2 separate regions of the Sus scrofa genome follow, and region 2 is linked to region 1. The links are chromatin contacts, called in public HiChIP or PLAC-seq maps. All regions are on one chromosome and are shown on one strand. Each heading gives the region's core, a stretch centred on a gene start, on an enhancer-like site or on the middle of the called end of the contact. The rest is flanking DNA. Distances are from core to core; before and after follow the strand shown. Region 1 holds the start of MX2 (myxovirus (influenza virus) resistance 2 (mouse)). Region 2 holds the start of MX1 (myxovirus (influenza virus) resistance 1, interferon-inducible protein p78 (mouse)).

Region 1 (3,167 bases), core at 363-2,862:
GTATCACCAGGGTTACCAAAAGCCCAGGAACTTTTGATACAACAAAAAGCAGGAAGTGCGTTTGTGCCTGACCGAGGAAGGGGTGTCACCGGCTGGGACCCTCCACCACTCGGGAGCCCTTGGTCTCCCTGTAGCCCAGATGGTGGCACTATCCAGGCCAGGCCTGGCCTGTCCCTTGTCCACGGGGACCGTGCAGGGGGCTGACATGCTCTTAGCATCTGCCTGTGATGGGTCCCCATCGTCACGCCCACTGGAGCAGGCAGGACCTGGGCAGTGAAGAGTCAGGGGGTTTCCACCCCAAGTGCCTCTGCTGCTTCGCTCCGCTGGGACGCTTGCCTGTCTGCAGGCTCCCTGGTCCCTCCATGTCATCGATCCGGGGAGACGGTCACATGGTCTCCTCTGTGTGGTTGAGGGGCGGCTGAGGGTGAGTGCAGTCTGGGGGCTGTAGGAGCCCACAGGCCAGCCCTTCCTCTCAAGGAAGCAGCTCTATCGAGCGCGGGGGTTGTGGGGCGCTTCACCATGCTCCCTGCTGCCTGCCCCACCCGGGAGCTGAGCAGCCCAGCGCTTTGATGTTGCAGGGATGAGGGTGCATCGGAGGGGATGCAGGGACCAGCGAGTGTCACTCTGTTCTTTCCAGAACAGTAGGCTCCCCGCCCTGTTACAGAAACCATCCGTAGTGAAACGGAAACGCTAGCTATCTCAGCGTGCCATCAGCTGCCCAGTCTTCCTGGGCCCTCCCCCTCTGCCCCCCCCCCGCCCCCCTCTGGATGAGCCGGGCTTTAGATCCTCCAGAAGGCTGACTCTGAAAACTCTCCCTGTGACCTCCTGATGCCGGGATTGGCAAACCATTTCTTATAAGCCTCTGAGTTCCTTCCTTAAAAGAAAACCTGTCCACAAGTAAAGTGAATGAGCATGGAAGTGCCCAGAACGTGTCTTCTTAATTTATGATGTTTTTGTTTTGCAAGGATCTGGGGTGAAGCTGAGACCAAGGTGTCACTCCCCGCACCCCCTTCTCCCCTCCCTGGGATTCAAATGCCTGACACGACACCCTGGATTCAGGGATTCCATCACAGGGCAGAGGGAGCTTTGCCCCCCGACCCCAGGTTGCACACCTAGAGTTTTGCAGGTGAAGCAAGTGGGGCTGAGTTCCCAGCCAGGACTCTAAGGGCCAGGAACCATCCCGAGTGTAAGCGTGTGCACTGTGGGAGCAGGGCACTGTGGGGAGCTGGGGCCGCCCCTTCTTTGGGTCCTCAGCACTGAACACGGGGAGAGGGTGACAGCACAGAGCAGCATGGCACGCCTCCACCATCTCAGAAAGCCCTGCTGGACCTAACTGGCTGGATCTCTCCGCCTCCCTGAGAACCTGTTAGCAGTGCAGATGGTCGGGCACCTGCGCCTCACAGGGCAGGGGCGGGGGCGGGGGTCTGGCCCCGTGAGCCCACCTGATGCAGCCAGAGTCAGAAGACAGAGGCTGAGTAATGGGAAAGTCTTTTGATTCTTGAGTTTCATTTCTGGGGCAGGCTGTTAGTTTCATTTCCTTCCCCACTGGAAAGGGAGGTACACCAAGGAGAGCCTGTCCTATAAAAGGGAAGCCAAGCCCGGGGGGACGAGCCATAGATGCTGTGCTGGTCTCCATACGTTCAGCGGGTGCTCAGGTAAGAGCTCGGTCCCTGGACGGAGGGCTGCAGCCCAGACCTTTCTTCTAGAAGCATTTCCTGGTCAGTGCGGCTTCTGCCAGAGGCGAGAAACAGGTAAATTTCTGAAGCTGCTCGTTTTGACTCTGGCCCCCAGCCCCCGCTTCGGGAAGAGGGCACATTCTGGAGGGGAAATGACCGGTCTGGGAGCTGTCTTCCCAAATCTGGCCAGGGGCCTGTGGTCACAAAGAAGTGGCTTTGGGTACTTCCGTGGCAGATACCGTACCTGGGGTGGGCAGAGGACTCTGCTCTGTGGTCTAGTGGTTTATAAGAATTGTCCTAAGTATATAGTCACCGTGACCCACCTCTTAGCTAGTAAAACTGTGCTGCTTTTTTGAAAGTTGCTGAGAGCAGATGTTCAGAATCTGTATCCTAAGAAAAAAATGTTTGAGGAGAGGTGGTGACTTGTCATGGTGATTGTTTCACAACAAAGACAGGAAAAAAGAGAAATCTGGGAGTTCCCCTGGTGGCTCAGCGGGTGAAGAACCCGACCTGAGTCCGTGAAGATGCCGGTTTGATCCCTGGCTCCGGCTCGGTGGGTTAAGGATCCAGCCTTGCCGTGAGCTGTGGTGTAGATCGCAGACGCGCCTCGGATCTGGCGTGGCTGCGGCTGCCGCCAGCAGCTACAGCTCTGATTCGACCCCGAGCCTGGGAACTTCCATATACTGCAGGTTCAGCCCTCCCCCACCCCCAAAAAAGAGAAAAAATAAAAAAGAAATGTATTCTTTGGCCTTCGCGGGTGCCTGACACAGTCTGCCAAACTCTAGGAAGTAAGGAGCGCACAGGCTCGGGTTACGAGAACAGATGACTTTAGGTCCTGTGGTTATGTTAATGCGATGGGGGCTGGGGACCTGGAGGAGGAGTCACGTGGTTGACGGCTGGAACCTTCAGTTCTTCCCCCAACCTCCGGGCGGGCAGAGGGGCTGGAACTTGATCTCTGATGGCCAGCGAGCTAATCAGTCATCAGTCTTGTCTCCGAAGAAGCCTTCTGAAAGCCCACCAGGGAAGGGGCAGGTGAGCACACCGAGTCGGGGGAGGGGCTCTCCGGAAAGCTTGGAAGCCCCGTGCCCTGCCCGACCTGCCTCTGCATCTTCCGTCTGGCCGTTCTTGAGTTACATCCGTTTATAATAAACCCGTGATCTAGTAAGTGAAAGGTTTCTCTCGGCTCTAGCAAATTATTTGAACCCCAGGAGGGGGTCGTAGGAACCTCTGATCAATACATGGTCCCCAGGGTCAGACACACAGGTGACCACCTGGACCGGAGTGGCCTCGTCTGGAATGGGCAGGGTGGGAGTGGAGCCGCTGAGGGGGGCTGAGCCCCATCAGGGAGCCCCGGGGAACCCTGTGGGGCTTCCTGGTAGAAAGTGTCAGAACCGAAGTCACTGCTTGGTGACATAGGAAACCACACAGATGAGAACAGAAGTCAGAATGGGAGCCCCACAGCCTGGCCTCAGCGTGGGGCACCCCCTTGCT
Region 2 (3,154 bases), core at 445-2,944, 44 kb after region 1:
CATAGAAAGGCACGCAATGGGAGTTCCCACCATGGCTCAGCAGCAACGAATCTGACTAGCATCCATGAGGGTGCAGGTTTGATCCCTGGTCTTCCTCAGTGGGTTAAGGATCCGGCTTTGCCGTGAGCTGTGGTGTAGGTCGCAGACAAGGCTCACATCTGGTGTTGCTGTGGCTGTGGTGTAGGCCAGCAGCTACAGCTCTAATTGGACCCCTAGCCTGGGAACCTCCATATGCTGCGGGTGTGGCCTTAAATAAAAAAGACAAAAAATAAAAAATTTAAATTTAAAAAAAGCACAAAATGCATCAACTTGAGTTGGCTGGTTTTCTTTAATTCACAGTAATCTTTTGACGTTCCAACTACCTGATTTTTGTTGCAAAAATCCTTGTAAATCCCAGCTGCTCCTAGACCTCTTTGGAGCAGCCCTCATCCCTGAGCTATCTGAGAAGCTGTCTTTCAGGGTACGTCCTGGACAAATTCTCCACTCATAAGTTATGCAGTGATTTTGACCCCAGCACTTAGAACCAGAGCAGCTTCTAGGTGTCTGTGGGGCAGCCGAGATCCTTCCGAATCCCAGGATTCTTTAGGGGGAGGAGGCTTGTTGTCAGGGCTTGTTAGCTAAGAGAATGGAGGTGCCGTGCCAGCCCCTTCCAAAAAATAATGTCACCCCCCACCCACAGAGCCTTCACAGGGAGGGCCACTCTGGGGTCTACCCAACCTCAGCGCCCCCATTTCCATCTTGACGACATCAGAGAGCTAAATTTCAGGGAGGGTGCCATGAGTTTGAGAATCGCTACTGGTGCTGGAATGTTCTCAGTGAACCTGCGGCAGATTGGTTTTGGGTTTGTTTTGGTTTTAGTTTTGGTTTTTTTAGAGCAGCACCTGGGGCATATGGAAGTTCCCAGGCTAGGGGTGGAATCAGAGCTGCAGCTGCCAGCCTGCGCTGCAGCTGCCGCAACACAGAATCCCAGCCACATCCATCCGCGACCGAAGCTGCAGCTTGTGGAAATATGGGATCCTTAACCCATAGAGCCGAGCCCAGGGATCTAACCCGCATCTCCATGAATACCAGTCCGGGTTCATAACCCGCTGAGCTGAATAGCAGCAGGAACTCCTACAGCAGGTTTTGTTTGTTTGTTTTGTTTTTTTAATTGTTATTTCCCCAATACAATTTTTTTTTTCTACTGGACAGCATGGTGACCCAGTTACACATGCATGTACAGATTCTCATGCTCCATCATAAGCGACTAGACACAGTTCCCAGGGCTACACAGCAGGATCTCACTGCTGATCCATTCCAAAGGACAGCAGGGTTTTAAGACACCCAAATGGCGCTTGCATCTATTCAGAAGACCAGGGGTGAAGGGATCGGCTAAGGGTTCAAAGCTACCTTCAGCTTTTGGATGACCTGGGGCTTGTTAGAGCCGCGGTTCTCACAGTGCCAGAACCTTCAGAAGGGCCCGACACCACTCAGGTAGCTGGGCCCTGTGCCCGAGCAGCAGGTCTGGGCGGACCCAAGAATCTGCATTTCCCGCGAGCTCCCAAGGATGCTGTGGGTGCAGGAAGCTCCCCCCGACCCCCACTCGCTCGCGCCAGACGCCTCTAGGTTTCGTTTCTAACGCGCAGCCCTCCTTCCCGGGCAGTTCCGGGGAGTTTCGTTTCCCCGCGGCTGGGGGCGGGCTCAGGGCAGGGGGCGGGGCTCGCGCGGCAGAAAAGCGGAGGAGCAGCCAGACCCCGGCGCTGGTCACCGCACCGGGGACGGGTAAGTGTGGCGCGCCTGGGTCTGGGGGCCCACCGGCCGGCCAGGGGCCTCGGAGAAGGCATTTGGGCGACGGGCTAGGCAGTCGGGCGCGGGCATCGTAGGATCAATAGCAAAAATGATCCTCATTAATAGCGATGATGACAGGATGATGGCGACGGCAGTGAGAGTAATAAGAGCAGTGGCCGTGCTGGCCGGGCTCAGAGCACCCGATGCTACTTTCCCACCGACAGGCTGCTGAGGATCCTGGGTGACGCATCAAAAACAGCCTCCCTCCCCGCCCCCTGCAGCTGGCGGCTTTTCTGCCTGAGGGGGTGCACAGGTGCAGGGGATGCGGGCAGAAGGTCTCCGAGGGAGCTGGTTCAGGGGGGCGCCCTGAGAAAGTTTCACAGCCGCTGCTGCGTGGCCTTCCAGCCCCCTCCAAAAGCCGACCATCGCTTGATATGCGGGTTTATTATGTTGCCTGCTAATGAGGGCAAACCAGACAGGTCCGCGGCCCGGGGATTCCCTGAAAGCACGTGGACCAGGGGTCTTCACCAAACCTGAGCAGAGGGAGGTGAAAGCGGAGGTGAGAGCGGAGGTTCTCCGCTAGGAGTTTTTGGAAACCCTAGCAGCCCTGCCTGGAAAGAAGAGGCATGCGCAGAAACGCCCTGCGCGGAGGGCCCTTAACCCAGGGGATGCGCAGGTACCCAGAGTCTCCCTTCCCCCGGAGCTTGTGCAGCGGCGGGATGCGACCGGGTCGGGTGGGCACGCTTAGTTTTCGGTATAGAGGAAGGTAGGACAGTCCTGGGGGCTTCCGAGACCGCCACCCCCACCGTGAGTGCCAGCTGAGCTGCGCAAGTGGGATTCTCAGAATTATTCAGATTTTAAACCAACTTTCTGCTGGAGGTAGGAACAAGTGATCCTAACCCCCCCACCCCCAGCTGTCATGTCCCCAGACGGCTCTCCAAATGTCCACGACTTCTTTCTGCTTCGGGAGAGCTGCTGGCCAGGACGCCCCACCCCCTTTACCCCCGCCCTTCCGGAGGTCCTTTGGACCAGTCTTCCAATTTCTTTCTCATTTCCCTTCTCTCCACCTCCAGACGCACAGCTCAGCGTGATGTGATAGCGTTAGGTCTCAAGAATAAGATACTCTCCCTTTTAATCATGCTACCGAGCCTAAGCTCCTTCTGCTGGCCCCACCACAGGCCAATCAGTCCGGAGGCGAGGGGTTGGGGCCAGGAATGACTTGATTCTGAAAGCCGGATGTCAGAGAAGGTGATGGACTAATGTCCAAGAGAAGCATCTTCCCAGCATCAGGATGTTGGTTTCTTTTATAGAACAAAGAAAGGAGGAGGTAAAGCAGAAAGGCCATTGCAAATATCTCCTGGTTTTGGCCAGACACTGGGCAAGGGCA

The links. HiChIP or PLAC-seq counts read pairs in DNA pulled down with a chosen protein or histone mark.
Region 2: an H3K27ac HiChIP or PLAC-seq map of alveolar macrophages shows a contact between it and region 1. The contact joins the promoter of MX1 here to the promoter of MX2 in region 1. A contact is called at or near these places in 9 of 47 Hi-C or Micro-C datasets (alveolar macrophages, blood, heart right ventricle and 3 more) and 2 of 2 datasets of contacts at active chromatin or transcription factors (alveolar macrophages and skeletal muscle).

What each region holds. Positions count from the first base shown.
Region 1 is chr13:204,797,021-204,800,187 of Sscrofa11.1, forward strand. It overlaps MX2 (myxovirus (influenza virus) resistance 2 (mouse)), which reads left to right and starts at 1,613. Exons shown (of 8, transcript NM_001097416.1): 1 at 1,613-1,751.
Region 2 is chr13:204,841,355-204,844,508 of Sscrofa11.1, forward strand. It overlaps MX1 (myxovirus (influenza virus) resistance 1, interferon-inducible protein p78 (mouse)), which reads left to right and starts at 1,695. Exons shown (of 17, transcript NM_214061.2): 1 at 1,695-1,761.